4 separate regions of the Mus musculus genome follow, and all the other regions are linked to region 1. A link is a contact called in public Hi-C data. All regions are on one chromosome and are shown on one strand. Each heading gives the region's core, a stretch centred on a gene start, on an enhancer-like site or on the middle of the called end of the contact. The rest is flanking DNA. Distances are from core to core; before and after follow the strand shown.

Evidence for each region. A called contact is a pair of places that touch in the nucleus more often than the background predicts.
Region 2: a contact with region 1 is called in a Hi-C map of uterus, with 3 times the contacts expected there. The contact joins two enhancer-like sites. A contact is called at or near these places in 1 of 15 datasets of contacts at CTCF or cohesin (the NIH/3T3 cell line), 9 of 484 Hi-C or Micro-C datasets (the CH12 cell line, Th1 cells, bone marrow-derived macrophages and 3 more), 4 of 115 datasets of contacts at active chromatin or transcription factors (SST interneurons, embryonic basal ganglia, embryonic stem cells and 1 more) and 1 of 9 other capture datasets (embryonic stem cells).
Region 3: a Hi-C map of Sertoli cells shows a contact between it and region 1, with 4 times the contacts expected there. The contact joins two enhancer-like sites. A contact is called at or near these places in 1 of 484 Hi-C or Micro-C datasets (Sertoli cells) and 1 of 9 other capture datasets (pancreatic islet).
Region 4: a contact with region 1 is called in a Hi-C map of uterus. The contact joins two enhancer-like sites. A contact is called at or near these places in 3 of 39 promoter capture datasets (the 3T3-L1 cell line, HPC-7-derived erythroid cells and pre-B cells), 1 of 15 datasets of contacts at CTCF or cohesin (the NIH/3T3 cell line), 2 of 484 Hi-C or Micro-C datasets (brown adipocytes and uterus) and 2 of 115 datasets of contacts at active chromatin or transcription factors (VIP interneurons and embryonic stem cells).

Annotation. Positions count from the first base shown.
Region 1 is chr13:46,004,933-46,008,643 of GRCm38.p6, forward strand. No RefSeq gene overlaps it. Among named protein-coding and RNA genes, the nearest start is that of Gm34991, 15 kb to the right of the region's middle. Within about 2 kb of position 2,014, at least 114 of the 459 cell types and tissues checked have an H3K27ac peak or open chromatin away from gene starts, as enhancers often do. A contact at or near this core is called in SST interneurons, Sertoli cells, VIP interneurons and 2 more, where this site is marked.
Region 2 is chr13:46,159,405-46,163,611 of GRCm38.p6, forward strand. No RefSeq gene overlaps it. Among named protein-coding and RNA genes, the nearest start is that of Gm45949, 100 kb to the left of the region's middle. Within about 2 kb of position 2,092, at least 78 of the 459 cell types and tissues checked have an H3K27ac peak or open chromatin away from gene starts, as enhancers often do. A contact at or near this core is called in SST interneurons, forebrain and uterus, where this site is marked.
Region 3 is chr13:45,865,196-45,868,932 of GRCm38.p6, forward strand. All of the region lies in intron 2 of Atxn1 (ataxin 1), which reads right to left. Among named protein-coding and RNA genes, the nearest start is that of Atxn1, 98 kb to the right of the region's middle. Within about 2 kb of position 1,871, at least 38 of the 459 cell types and tissues checked have an H3K27ac peak or open chromatin away from gene starts, as enhancers often do. A contact at or near this core is called in Sertoli cells, where this site is marked.
Region 4 is chr13:46,179,446-46,183,574 of GRCm38.p6, forward strand. No RefSeq gene overlaps it. Among named protein-coding and RNA genes, the nearest start is that of Stmnd1, 92 kb to the right of the region's middle. Within about 2 kb of position 1,541, at least 78 of the 459 cell types and tissues checked have an H3K27ac peak or open chromatin away from gene starts, as enhancers often do. A contact at or near this core is called in VIP interneurons and uterus, where this site is marked.

The DNA of each region.
Region 1 (3,711 bases), core at 764-3,263:
TCAGTTCCAGGGTTGCAGGTCTACGATACCCCAACTGCCCTGCTCACGGGTGCTGAGGATCTGAACTCTGCTACTCAGACTTGCTCAGCAAACACTTTACCCAAGAAGCCATCGTCTCAGCCCCTCATTCAGCTTTCTACACTGAAGCCTGTTGCCAAGGAGAGACATGTGTACGTGATCCCACTGATGGGAATTGCTGGCTCCTGTGTTGTCCCTCTTCTGACATCTGTTAGCCAGAAAGCTGCAGGATGCTGGGTGGGGGGTGGGAGGGGGGAAGAAGAGAGAGAAAGGCTAGTTTGCCAAAGAAGATGTGATGATGGATCAGCCCATGTTGTGGCCCATGTTGTGCATAAAGCCAAGAACAGTATCACACTTCAGGGACACCATTCCATAGTCAACCTTCCACGGGTTCCCTCCCTTTCTCAGGCAACTTTCTATAGTGATTGTATTCCATAAAGCAGGAGCCACAGGGCCAGAACATGGGATGGGAAATGAGCGATGGGCTTCACCAGATTCCCTGTCAACAGAAAGGAAGCAAGGGTGGGGAGTGGGGAGACTGAGGAAGAAGATGTCATTAAAATCTCAAAGATCAAGTGAACGACGACTGGATGTTCTCTGGGCAGTAAGTCAGATGTTCCCTGTCTGTTTTTCAAATGAGTCTTTCAGACAAATCTTGAATGTTCCATTTTAGACTCAAATATGAGTTAAACTATAATTGCCCTTTTCCTTCATATTTGATAGCAGGCCAAACTACTACTGCTGTTACTATTATTGTTACAGGGCTGGGGGTTGAGCTGACGGCTTTGCATGTGCTAAGGCATACACTCTACCACTTAGCTACCCTCATCCCAGGCCTAGTGGATCGAGAAGGCAGGGACTATCATACTACACATGTCCTAAGGGGAAACCCGGCAGGCCGTCTTGTCTTCCCCTCAAGCTCGTACAGACAAATACTTCACCCTAGGAAGAGTCATATCAGATGGCGGATGCTGAGAACTGTACCTATTCTAAATTCAGAGCAGCTGCTCCAGGGAAGACTCACTTAAAAGCCGATTTACAAGTTCAGATAATTTCCCTTGATCCAAAGCCAGCTTCCTTTTAAGGTGGGCAGCCCTGAAGCTAGGGAGAAAAGGGTTCTCGGGGGTGGGGCTGGGGGTGGGGGCTCATCACGTCCTACAGTGTCAAGGTCACACATCATTTCCAGTATTTCTGCCCTCTTCCTCACTCCTTCCTTTCCTCGCTCCCCCTGCAGCCATGCGGGTTTTAAAAGCAAGATGTAGTAAGCTGAGCAGGAGCCAGGCTTTGCTAAAGCTGTGCGTGGGAGCCAGGGACAAGCTTGGCCACGGAAGGCTGATCTGGAATTTGGCTCTGAGTCCTCCCCACTTTGCCCTGGAAAGAGCACTCTCTAGGACTGCCCCTGGGAGCTCAGCCTGCAGCCTCTCCTTCACTTTCATCACTACTTCAGAGGTTTCCACAGGGAGACAGGGCAAAGACCTGCTCTGATTGGCTGCCTTTCTCTGACTTAAGGGCCAGCTCCAGCCAATCAATAGCCTGGACTCTAGGAAGGGAAAGATGAATTGAAACAGGCAAGGCCCTGAAGGGTAGGGGTGAGAGAGAGAAAGAAAGAAAAACAATGTAACCACCATCCAGATAAAACCATGCACACAGTTCTGCAGGGACCCCACTGAGAGAACTGCTGTCTTCTACCAGCAGCCCTGCCTGCAGCCACCAAAGCACCCTCAATGTCTTGGCTTCTGGCCAAGTTCAAACCGTTTGTAAAGTAGGTCATTGAAAGTCACATTAGGCAGAGAAATCAGGGGTGGGGGTGTCAGGAAGGACCTTCAGAGCCAGAGGACAGCTTCATCCCTGCACTGGAGAGAAAAGGATACAGAACAAGGCAGCTGATGGGAGGGACTCCCTAAGTGACAGGTTGTAGCAGATCTGGTCTAGAGGAATACACAGCTGGTCAGGAGATCAATTGCTCTGCACAAGCCTCCAGCAGGACTTGGATGATAACCTTGAATGAAAATGCACTCTAAGGAAGCTGACGTCATCTTTATTCAGCTCTTTGCTCTATGTGTTCAGAGAGCCCATTTCATTAATGAGGGTTTTTTTTCTAGTGAAGCAGCTGGTTTCCTGCCCTCACCCTGAAGAATGCAATTAAAAAATACCTAGATGCATGCAAAATATGCCCTAAATAATAAAAGGAAGAAGATACATATAAAACAAATGATATACCTCCTACCTGCTCTCAGACATAAAACTCAGGCTACTCTTATTCATGCCGAAGTGGGTCAGAAAAGGAAACTCCATTTTCTTGATTACGGAGATGCAAAGACACAAGTGAAATACTTGCAAAGCACGACCTACCTACAAGTGTCCCCTGAAAGTGTCATTTGTTCTCTGTCCCCAGCCTCGTACAGCCTCTCTTCTGGTACAAACTAATCACCTTTCAAGACGACGACAAAGACGACGACTACTACTACTACTACTATTATTATTATTATTTTCTTTTTAGGAAACCACAACTAGCTCCCTCTAAAATTGTGAGCCCAGTCCCTGGGGCAGTCCTAGGCTGGAGAGGGGTGGTCCCAGGCCAGAAAGGGGCCAGATCCCTGCAGCAGTAACTGTAGCCAACTTGATGCACCCAGGAGTGGTGTGGAAAGCACAGAGTCTATCTCAAGCCTATCTCAACCTTCGACCATCCATCATATATAGTTAGCTCAACACATTGCTTTCAGGGCAGTGGGAGAAACAAAGAGGAGAAGGGAGAAAATACACCTTCACAGAATGCCTAGTAGGTATGATGTGAACTACTGTGCAGTTTTCTATTGATTTTTTTTCTTTTTTAATTTAAAACTCATAACAGCTCCTGGGATGGAAGATTTGTTCTCCACTGTCTTAAAGATAAGGAAAGAAGCTTAGAACTGTTACATAACTCACCCCAAAGCCAACAGCCAGCTCCTGGTTCTCTACTCTCTCTTGTCAGCTTTGCCTGGTGAAGTTTTTTAAAGTGTCCAGTGCAGGGCTGGGGAGGTGGCTCAGTGGGCAACATCCCTTGCCACAAAAGCATGAAGGCCCACATTGGATCCCCAGTGCCCACTTTAAATGCCAGGTGTGGAGATATGGCCATAAGCCCAGTGCTGGAAGGTTAAGACAGGAAGGTCCCTCGGGTTGCCTGGCCAGCCAGTCTAGCTGAACAGATAAGCTCCCGGTACCGATAAGTCCTGTCTTAGAAAATAAGCTGGAAACAAATAGAGGAATCACACCTGATGTCAGCCACATGCTTCCACATACACTCACACACATATATGCATACCTATACACACATATGCACATATACAAACACAACATACACATGTGCATGCACACACACATATGCATAGCTACACAATATGTACATATATGAACACAACACAGTCATGTGCAAACACACATGCACACACACACACACACCATTACCAGTCAGGTGTGTTAGTATATGCCTAGAATCCCAGCACCCAAGAGGCAGATGCAAGAGGATCACCATGAGTTTGAGGTAGCCTGCTCTATATATCAAGTTCCAGGGAGCCAGGGCTACTTACTGAGATCTCTGCTCAACACAAGCCGACACAAAACATTGCTAATACTAGGCTTTACCCATGAAGACTTTGATTCTGGTTTCTAAGCTCAGAGTATCAAAAAAGTGTTCGCTGTATTACCTGCTCTGTT
Region 2 (4,207 bases), core at 842-3,341, 150 kb after region 1:
ACTGGGAAACCCTTGGAGCTTCACGACATTTATATCGCAGTACAATAAGTCATGCGAATCTGTGACCGTGCTTATGTGAACTAAACCACCAATGTGGCAGTTATGTAAATGCACACCGACACCGTAAAAGCTGTATACATGCGCAACACTTGATGATGATGTCCATCATTTCGGAGAAGTCACGACAGGAACTCACACAGCTAGCCACATCAAAGCCACAGTCGAAGACAGACTGAATCTCATCTGCACGCGCTACCTGCTTTCTTGTGCTCAGATCGCTCTTTCCCCCACTGATCAGTTCAGGGCTAAGCCTATGAAATGGTCCCACCTGTGTTCAGGGTAGACCTTCCCACCTCTGTTAATAATCAAAAACGCATCCCCCACAGACATAGCCACAGGCCAAGCTGGTCTAGATAATTCCCCATTAAGACTCTCTTCCCAGGTGATCCTAGGTTCAAGCAGATAGTTAAAACTGACCAGCACAATTTATCTTAGTGGGGGGGGGGGACTTACTGTAAACACGATGTGTGACTCGCCATTGAATCCTTTGATCCTGTGTTTAGGTTTACAGTGTGTGTTGATAGCATCGTTCTCTGGTGCTTGATTTAACCTCATGCTCTGTTCATCGTGGACCCTAAATATAAAAATCTGCTGCTAATGTTACCAGCAAGAGGTCACATGGAGTAATTGACCTGGAAATGAAATTTAAAGTGATTAAGGGCTACGGAGGTGGAAAATCGATGATGGTTATTGCTCTCCAATCAAGCATGCCCCAGTTTGCAGCTATGGTCTTGAAAAATGTGTACAAGGCGATCGAAGCTGTTTAAGGATCTGATTTGTGGAAGGCAATGGAAACTGGAAGCTGAGGGTGGTAATCCTAGCACTTGGGAGATAGAGACAAGAGGATCAGAAGTAGAGAGTCATCCTTGGGGAGTTCAAGGCCAGCCTGTACTCTCTGAACCCCTATTTCCCAAACTGGAAAACTACTCAGATGAGGTGCTGTAAGATTTGGAGGAGCCCCCAATGGCCTGGATGGAAGACCAGACAGAGCTACATTGTATCTCAGCGGCAAGACAATCGGGACCCCTTTCTGCCTTGAAACTGGACCCACCCACAATGTCGAGGTTCCAGGTGGTTTGAGCTAGTCAAGGAATGTTATTTTGTTGCTCAGTGTCAGAATGAACAGTGGGCCTCCCAGGGCTGGTGGCTCTTGGATACTCTGGGGAAGCTGATTGGGGGTAGGGGGTGGAGCTACTTGCGGAACATGATCTTTCATATGGACGATACCTCTCTGTTCTGAAAATGGAGACCTGAGAGCAGCCCCATTCACAGGGAGGTAGAGTTGGTGGCCACTTCAAGGCTTTAAGGCAAGGTGAGAGACTTCTTTAAAAGTAGTGTTGTTACAGGGCTGTAAATCAGGGCTCTTTGTGACCTGGCATGGTGAAAACCCCAGGATCTTCTAGCATAGCCTCCCAGTGTGACAATACACACACTACTGGTGGCCTGCAGGGATAGAGAGAGAGAGAGGGCAAAGGCAATCCAACTCTGCTCCCAGGTGTCCCTACCGACTTGCTACGCCAGAACAAGAAGACCATTTGGAAAGCATAGTTTCTCGATGTCTTGCTTGTCTAGATGTGTGTACACAAGTTGGCTCAATGATGTCCTGATGCTGCATTTCAAACTCAGTAACATGTGACTCTACCCTGGACCTGCACCAGGCACTATACTCTAAGGACTTTGTGTCTAGCCACACCTGTGAGGCGGGGGTTGGGGGGGGGTGGGGGGCTAGGACTATCAGTCCCATTTCATATGTGAGCAAGCTGAGGTACAGAGGGCTTAACTCATGGCTAATCAATGCCAGAGCACAGGGAGTCCAGCTGCACATGCTCATGAATACAGCCTTTTGATCAGGGTGCCTTCCCTTTGAAGTTGGCCAGCAGGTCTAAACGCTACTTTAGAAACTGCCGGTGGCATGCTTGAGCTTGCTTTTAGGGGGGTTGGCAGCCAGAACTTCACTCATCCACACTGTGCTAGCTTGCTTCCCAGCATCTGCACACTCCCTGGATGTTTACAAGTGACACGGCCACTTGAATGAGTCACTGTCAACTCCCATCGGCATTCTGCCCGCCCCCTAAATGCCCACAGGACACCATGCTAGGCTCTCAGCCACGCAAGGCTCATATTTCTCTGAGCTAGAGCTGCCTTCATTTCTTCCCTTCCCACCCATCTACAGCATTAGTCCGATCTCCCAACTTACTGCTTCATAGTGGTGCTTTGGGCTCATGAAGTCTCTTAAGTATGATCTGATCACTGTCTCTACCTTAAGCTTGGCCCATTTGCTAGGGCTTATTATGCAAAGGCCAGCGCTGTGCCCAGCTCAGAAACTCCCCGAGGATCATAGGAGTAGCATGTGTGTGGAAATCTTTCTCCACACATCGCTGATCTGAGGCATAATCTGTAAGCACGCATATACATTGCACTCAGTGGTCACATGCTCCCCCTCCCACTTCGGGAACACTGGAGCTGGGAAAAAGCAATCAGAACCTGGGCTGGGGCTCTTGGCGGAGAAGCAGAAGATTTCAGGTGAGCAGTGGATGCAAAGAGCAGAGGCAGTGACCTTTGTGATTCGCAGCGCTTTCTGTTCTGCAGCTTGCACGGCAGGGACCCTGACATCAGAAGCTCTGATGGCCCGAGGCTGTGTTGGAGAGAAAAAGAAATAAAGACAGCCTGCCCTACTTCCAGCTTGTCTAGTAATCCATGTGCAGTCGGGAACCTGGGCCGGGCAAGAGTGTGTGGATGAGCGACCTCTAGTGGCTGCTATTGGGAAGCGCTTCCCCTGTTTTGAAGGCTGCAAGATAGGTTTGTGTCCATCCTCAGCTGCGTGGTAGGAGGATTTAGATGAATATATAAACATGCAAACTTAAGGAGCTTATCCTTCGGTCTGAGGAAGTCAGAAGAACACACAGCTTCTCTACTGAGAAGTAGGAACTTCTGAGGAGGCAAAGTAGGTAACTCAGGAAGCTGAATCCAGAGGGATGGGAACTGTAGAGGACAATTGGAAGGCCACCTTGGATAGGAGAATAGCCCAAAGCAGGCAGGAGGGGAAAAGAATCCCTGATGACATGAAAAAGAGATTTCACGTGAAAAAAATCAAGTCGTCTGAGGTATATTGGGTTGCCTGTAAAATAAGCCTGGGCTGGGAAAACAGTTCTTCACAGCCTCTGTGTGTGTGTGTGTGTGTGTGTGTCTACGTGTGTGTGTCTGTCTGTCTGTCTGTATCTGTGTGTGTGTCTGTATGTCTCTGTGTGCCTGTGTGTGTCTTTGTCTGTGTGTCTCTGTGTGAATGTGTGTGTCTCTGTGTGAATGTGTGTGTGAATGTGTTTTTGTGTGTATGTCTGTGTGCCTGTGTATCTCTGTGTGTCTGCCTGTTTGTCTGTCTCTGTGTGTATGTTTTTGTCCCTGTGTCTGTGTGTCTCTGTGTGCCTGTGTGTGTGAATGTGTTTATCTGTGTGTGTATCTGTGTGTGTATGTGTGTATGTCTGTGTCTTTGTCGGTGTGTGTGTCTGTTTCTCTGTGTTCCTGTGTGTCTTTGTCTGTGTGTCTCTGTGCCCGTGTGTGTGAATGTGTTTGTCTGTGTGTGTGTGTTTATGTGTGTGTCTGTGTGTGCTTGTTTTTGTATCTGTGTGCCTGTGTGTGCTTGTTTTTGTATCTGTGTGCCTGTGTGTGTCTGTGTGTTGTTAGTGTCTCTGTGTGTGCCTGTATGTTTCTGTGTGTTGTTTGTGTGTGTTTGTGTGTCTCTGTGTGTGTCTGTGTATGTGTCTGTGTGTGTCTGTGTATTGTTTGTGTCTCTGTGTGTCTCTGTGTGTGTGTCTGTGTGTGTATTCACAAACACATGTGCTTGGTGTATGCTTACGGAGATCAGAAGAAAAATTACCAGAGTTAGTTCTTTTAGTCCTACATCGAGTCCAGGGAATTAAACTCAGGTCATCAGGCTTGGTAGCAAGAGCTTTGATCCCCAGAGCCACCTCACTTGTCCCCTTGGGCTCTTTGTGATGTACCCTTCTTGGATCTCCACTGTGGAAAACTATCTCATCTCCCAGCCTGGGTAACTCCTTTGTCCCAAATGTATGTGTGGCACATTTAGTTCCAATGCCAATAACATCAGGGGTTGTGAGCTCAACCCCACCAGGGCTGAGTAGTTAACACA
Region 3 (3,737 bases), core at 621-3,120, 140 kb before region 1:
TATATCTAACTCTGCTTCCCATAGGGCTGCCACCAGCAAGCACGGATCTCTTTAATGACAATTACCATTTGGACCACAGCATATAGGATACAGAGCCAGAATCTGCCCTGGTTTTTTTTGTTTGTTTGTTTTTGTTTTTGTTTTTGTTTTGTTTTTTTGTTTTTTTGGTTTTTTTTTTTTGGCTTCCTAATTACTCGTTGGAAACGATGCATTTTAACTGGCACGATTTGTACTCGGAGGTAACAGGCCTTCCTGGGTACTTTGTCTTCAAGAGGCATATTGTTTTTTTCCTCCTCCAAAACCCTCCTTTCTCTTAGACAGAGCAAGTAAGCTGACGGCTCATGCACTTGCTATAGGAACACGGCCAAGAGCAGACTAGTGAGTATATTAACCATCTATGTAGCCACTAAGTTAGGACAGGTGCTGAATGGCCCCCACATTGTGACTTCTACCTGATTGCTGCCTTCCCATCTGGAAGCTCCACCCCCTGGGTGTGTGTGTGTGTATCACCCATGACGCTTCCTTGCTGTCTTCGGATGCCTGCCTTCCCACTCTCATGCATCTTTCCATGAATCATTCTTAGAAGAGATGGCCAACCATCACGGAGGTGGGGAAGGGGCACGGCGCAGCTGACCTCTAGGTCCCACTTCCTGTCACTGCCATTTTAGTCTACTTCAAATACCTACTTCCAGCACCACGTTTTCGAGGCCCAGTTCTGTTTCGGTTTCAGTGAGCCTCCTCGGTGAGTGGTGCCACAAAAGACCATTTTCCCAGCCTTTGTTCTTACACAGAGAAGGGATGGCACACCGATTTGGTGGACACCAAACTCTTCCCGTTGTTCTCAAAATTCCAGACAAGCAAGCTTAGGTCAGCGAAACATATTAAACTATCAGGACTGGGCTATCCTAACTCTGTCCGTTTACTGCCCAATTTTATACCAGTATTTTAGGTACCTTGAACTCACTCCTTACCCCTAGATACTCCAGACTACCCCAGACTAAATGGGGCCAGGGGCTGGTTATAATTCCTAACCAAGAAGGGGAGAGCTATAGGACCATTAATAATGCAATGGCAGCCGCTAAGAGGGGACCCTGGCAGCATAGTGTCTATGGATCCAGTCAGGCCGGTCCTCAGACCATCATGTCACTGAATGATGCAATCTGGATATACCAAAGTCACTCCATCTGCTCCTCCCGAGTCTCCCAAATCCTGTCATCTCTATTTCCAGGTTTTACCATCTCAATATTTCCCCTTTCCTGACAACTCATATGTTCCTCGGTCACCTCTCCACAATGCCGCCATACCTGGCTCTAGGAAGGTCCAACCTCTGTGTAACAACACTTCTTTACAACGCTCCTTTATTTTTGCCTTTTCTATGGTTCCCATTACTTGAGGTCAACCCTGGTCTGCAGATATTGACGGAAAAATTCCAGAAAGAAGCAACTCAAGTTCCAATTGGCACACCATTTCCAGGAGTGGAATTAAACGTCACACTCGCTGTCCCACTCTGCACAGAGTACAATAGTGGTGATGCTGGTGATTTGGATAAGCCAAAGAGGAAAAAGTGGCAAACGGGGAAACTTCTCAAACTCATAAAGAAAGAAAACCATATGCTGAGGTTGCTCAGATCCACAGAACAGGAAGAGACCCTGAGAGAGTGAGTCATGTAACATCTTTAAAGGGTTTTATTATAGCTGTTCTATGTTACCAGTAGCTACAGTTGCTAGTGCCTTCCAGTGCATGACTTCTAAATTAAACTTCACTGGACAGATAATACAGATGAAAAAAATCAGGAGAGTAAGACTTGATGCTCTGTTGTCTCAGGCTGGAGGTCTTGGAATGTGTCCGTAGCTGATAAATATTGACAACTGTATATCTCAAGCTGAGACCGTAGATAACACTTGGACCATGGTGTGCTGTTCAAATGATCACGGCATGGGAAAGGGGTTCAGTCCCAAACACTTAAAGAAAAATGTCCCACCCAGCAGTGCCAAATTGCGAGGATGTATTTCCAGACTGCTTGAAAGGCCACATATTTAAAACAAGATTAAAAGTCAAGCTAAATAAAATAAAATGACTTGGGATAATTTTTAGGCAGTTATGAAAACAGAAACAAATGTTATTTTTAATTTTTGGCTCGTCGGAAACCGACAAGATATGAATATGAATCTGATCAAGCAGACGCATAACTGCTGTGGCTCACCACGGCCACGTGCCAGCAACTCCACTTTGTGCTCCGTGCCAAGGTTACACGTGGAACGTATCATCTCCCTCCCAAACTGTCCTCATTAAAGTCAATTTACTGTAGCTGATTCTTGAGGGGGGTGACATCATCATGACTCACAGAAGCATAGTAAATAACCCTTTCCCCGTGAGCTGTCACAAACGTCCTTGTGAAGTTTTTACACATCTCCTTGGGAAATGAGACACACTGTCTGTGGGTTTCTAAGAAAGTGAATGCGCCAAGTCGCTTCACGAACACACAAAGCACTGGGGATATATTCTATCAGCTACTTGTCCACAGGAAGGGGGTGTGCTATGAGTGAGGGGTGTGCTATAAGTGGGATATGTTATAAATGAGGGGTGCTTTGAATGCAGGGCATACTATAAATGGGGGTGTGATATGAATGAGGGGTGATATGGTGGTATGAATGGGGTCTTTAATGAATCTGTACTCCAGCCAGAAAGTACACACAGAGTGACATGATTTCTCTGCAATCCAGAGAACAAGAGAAAGACAGGGGTGGGGGGGGGGGTGGAAACACACAGGGGAAACATGATGTGCAAGAGAGCCTCAGATTGCTCTATGAAGAAAATGGGTCCAAAGAAGCACAAGGAGGGGAATGCTGAACTCTTTCTGTCCCCCAAGCAAAACTAACCAGTTTGTTTCTAGAATTAACATTTATTGAGCAACTATTCTGTATTGCAAGGCCCATAGGTGCTGTTTCTGGGCTCCCAAACAAACCTGTAACGATTGCCCAGTTAGGACTGATTGAAAAGAGATCCATAGTCTATTAACTTTCCCACAGGTCTTTAGTTATTAACAGACTTCAGTTATTAATTAGCATTCGTCCCCTTTGTATCAATAAGAGTTAATCACAGAGAGATGACGCTGTTATAAATGAACCATCAGAAGACAAAACCGCTAGATTCTAAATATGAACATGCCTTAGCATGACAGGGGCTGGCATCTACCAAGACTTAAATCTTACAGAGAGAAAAACACAATATCAAGAACAGATGTATATGTCTAGTTGGTCACCAATGTCGGCATTACACACCAGTTTTAAGTTATTAAAATGCAGTTCTGCTTTAAAATAGGGATTCGTGAGCCAGCTAGAGGGCTCAGCAAGTAAAGGCCAAGAATGATGACCTAAGTTTGATCACAGAAGCCACAGGGTGGAAGAAAAGCAACTGCCACAGGCGGTCCTCTGACCTCTGAGCATACTGTGGCATATCCAAGCCCCAACGCCACGTATACAAGCACATACACATATATATGTGTGCACATACACACACAAACACATACATGCAACTATATGCAAGCATACACACAAATAAATGCAACATATTTTAGAACAACAATATGTATTTATGTTTCTACAGCAGTATATCTTGAATGTTGTACAAAGGCTTTCACGCAAAATAAGTAAGAGAAGAGTGCCCATGACATATAAAAGTCCTAGGGTTAGAGGTACAACCCGGTGGTAGTTTGCACTCAACATCCAAAGTTTACT
Region 4 (4,129 bases), core at 291-2,790, 170 kb after region 1:
GAGACCTGCTGATAGGAAATGTCACCTGATCGCTTGACCATTTCCCTCTTAAATGGCTTCTGCTTCCACTCTGCCCTTGAGCCAACCCCATATCTCCTTTACAATCTATCTTCTTTCTCTAGACTCAGTCATAACATCTCTCAAGTCTTCCAAGCGCATCTGTTGGTCTCTCTTTACACAGCACTTGGTACTTTTGTCTACAAGGTCCTGGATAGGTTACTTCAGCCCCATCTTCCTGCTAGGCATAAATGAGTTCTACAAGGGCAGGCAACGTGTCTCCAACAGTACAGAGTGTACATTTGTGCCCTGCACACAAATGGAAACCTGCGGGAAGGAACGAATCAATGTATTTCTCAGTTTGTCCTGTCTATTGTTCTTATTAAGAGCTATAAATATTAGGTGGGGCTACAGAACTGATGTATAAGAAAAGAAAGGTCCATAGGATAGCTGTTGTCTTTCTTCTTATCTTCACGCTTGCCTGACTACCCATACTCAAATCCATACCAGTGAGGGCAGGATAGAAACAGGGAAACAGCGGGGCTTCTGATGCCTTGGAGACTTCAAAGGATTCCAACAAGGTCTTTCTTAGAGTCTGGGCCAGGTGGGGGAAACATGGAGAGTTGGGGAGTACATTGGAGAGGATGAGGCAGCTCCTCAAAGTTCACCAGGAAAGCTGTGGCTTGGCAGAGGTAACAAGTGTGCAGAGGGAAGGTGGTGGGAAAAGATGAAGGCTCTGGCCAAGAGAAGGCCAGCCTTCCTGTTGGTTGAGACTCAGGCTACCAAGAACTGGCCACACAAATGTTCTAACCTGATCCATCCTTGCCTGGCTGTGTGTTTCCACAGAAGGGATAGAAGTCGGAAGCACTTCAAGGTTCTTGAATGAATAGGGGCTAAGAAGAAGTAAATTACCATTCTTATTACACGGAACTTGCTCTAGACAGAAACAGACAGTGCAATGCATAATTTCTTTAAAAAAAAAAAAAAGCTTGCTGTCACATTAGAAGCCAACTGGCTCTTAGGTCCTCTTAGGTAATTTGGCAGCTGTAGCACAGTGAATGTTGAGGAAGGTGAGTGTTTTTCCACTCTTCCAGAAGGTTGGAAGCAGAAACAGCAACACATTTTTTTTCATCAGTCTTTCCATCCTGTCCATCAAATTATGCTCTCAATTCAATGCTATACAAAAACATCCTGAGGACAGTGGAGACAGAGAACAGCATGAGCATCTGCAAGGCGAGCATCCTGAAAGGGCTGAAAGGAGGCGTGTGCAGGGTCCACGTGAATGCGTAGTCATCACAAAACGTAGCACATTAAAAAAGACTCAAAATAAACACCAGCCCATGAACTTCCTCCGTGCCTTCATTTTTACTGGCCCAAAGGGAATTTGTGTTTTAACTGCAAGATGTGCTGTCATAGCAGCTTTAGCAGAGCTGAGAGTGCCAGGAAAAGGAGGAGTTAGCTGGACGCCCTGTGCTCTGTGACAAACCAGGACATTCCGCAAGCAGTTAAAACTTATACAATAGCCACCGTCCATCAAACAGGCCAGCTATTCATGCCATCCGTTAGCACAAGGCAAGCAAGATCTGCTATTATTTGCCAGGGTTTCGGACCAAGGGCATAGCTAGAGGAAGTAGTGGCGTCTAGCCACAGACTTAGCCACAGCAAAAAGATTGGCTAATAATAGTTATGTTTATACCAGGGAGAATTGAAGCCACAGCAGAAGGGGGAAACTAGAGACATTACATTTTAGTGGAGCTAATTTTGGAAGAATGGAGCAAATGCCGGGGAAGTGAAGCAGGATAAAGCTATTGAGGAGAGAGCTGCGGAGGAAATAGAATGTGTTCAAAGGTAAATTGATGCATGGCCAGCAGCATACAAGCTACTCGGTCATAAATATCCCAGCAGAGGGAGAGAGAGCCGAGACAGATTATAAAGGGAAATCAATGGTTGGAGAAACAGAGGCATTGTAGAACACAAATTTGTGGGAGGATAGGAAAACCAGGACTGACAAGATGCTCTTTCGAGCATTGACGAATGAAAATAGAAATGCGGAAAGACAATTCCTTTGCTGAACAAATAGCTCTGTTTACACTTCCCTCCCGGTGGGGCCTGTCAGTCTGTAAATAGTCCTCACTGTGCTTCTGTGTCTGATGTCCACCTCAGTTCTCTGGATTTGCCTCAGGTTTTCTCCTGTGAGCTCTTGACGGAAGGTAGGATACTGCTTTAGCTTTAGAAGGTAAGATGGAGGGGAAGGGAGACCCACTTCAGAAAGTTACTGAAGATGTAGGTAGTGGCTACCTTGCCTGTTTTCATGCCCTCCTCGTGGGAACAAGAAACAGGAGTGGGGATTCCCAAGTTGTCAGTGACTTAAGTCCTTCTTACACACAACGGCGGGCGGGCCACGGATCTTATTAGTCGGCTTTCTGTTGTTCTAACAAAATACCTGAGATAATCAACTTTAAAAGAAGGAAAGGTTTGTTGGGGCTCTTGGTTTCCGAGTCTCCAGTTCAAGCTTACAGGGTGCATTATGGCAGAAGCGTGGAGAGAAGAGGTCTGTTTGCCTCCTGATGGCAGGAAGAAGGAAAGATGGAGGAGAAAGGGCCAGGATCCCATTATCCCCTCCAAGGGAACACGTGCAAAGTAACTAGGTTGTAGTAACCAGGGCAAATACCCTGGGTTGGGGCTTAAGGTTTCAACACAAACTTTAGGAGGACATTTGGGGTCATTGGACCCACACACTGATGGAAGGACAAGTGGGTCTGTTTGTCTGTCTTGCTGAGCCCTCAGTCACCCCTCTTGAGTAAGCAAGCTGAAGGCCAGGCCTCCTCCTGTGACTGTACACAAGGAGAAAAGGCACAAGCAGCCAACAGCATTAAGACCTGACTCCCCAGTAAGCGAGGCAAAGGGAAAACTAAAACTGGGAATTGGGAAAAGGAGAGTTGACAGCCCAGGGCCAAAGCACTGGTGAATGGCTCTAGGTAGCAGAGCAAAGGAGGGGAGTAATTATAAACTGTCTTCCAGTTCACAGAACTCAAATACTTTCACAGCAAACACACAGACTCTGTGATCCCCACCAATAGCAATAATCATCAGGTTTCAATTGGATGAAATTCAGGAATCTAGGGATCTAAGTTTGCTGGAAAACTCTCTTTTTCTTTCTTTCCTCGCCCCCCCACCCCCACCCCAGGGAGGATTTTATTTGTTTGTTTGCTTTCTCTTTTTGAGAATCTCATGCCTTAGTGTTGTGTTTGCATCGTTTCCAGCCCTCTCTCTCCATCCTCCCAACTCTTCCTATGTCCTCCCCATCCTTTCTCAGATTCATGACCTCTTCTTACTTAAGTGTCATTATTACACACACATGTACATACACACATACGTATATGCAAATGCAACCTACTGAGTCTGCTGAGCTCATACGTGTGCGTGTTTAGGACTGACCATTCGGGATTGGATAACCTGTCAGGGAGCTGTCCCTGGAGGAGGCAGAGTCTCTGTCTTTCAGCAGCTGTTAATTGCCCGTAGCTCTTAATCCTTTGTTACAAGGACTCGGGAAAATTATTTTTAGGATTTAGAGTTATTAAGTCTCTAGTTCTCCATCTAGAGGCTGGGATAGGAACTACTGGATGTAGAGACTCCCATAAGCCCTACTCCTGTGAGTCTTTGCAAGAACTGTGCTTGGACTAAGGTAGCATAACTGGTTACAGTTTCCACATCTTGCCTTCATGATCAAGGTAGGTATGCTCGCTCCCTCATCAAGAAGTCTGATGCCTACGATTCCAAAACGGAATCCAAGTCCTGAACCACTGTGAAGATTAAAAACACTAAGGGGACTCTCGAATTCCGATGAAGAAAAGACCATCTCTGGTTCTCAGGGCATCGATGATGGGAACGCAGACAAGGGCTTGACTTAAATGATGTCTTTTCTGACATGAATGCCATCCCAGAACCTCAGAATGTAATCATAGGTCAAAATGGGGTTGTTTTACACATAATTAGTTAAAATGAGGTCATGCCGCCCAAAAGTTGACCCTTAATTCTGTGCCTGGTATTCTTACATAAAGGCTGGGTGAAGGAAAAACAGATGGACAGCTACAGCAAGGAAGAAAAGGTCACAGAGAGAGACAGAGCAGAA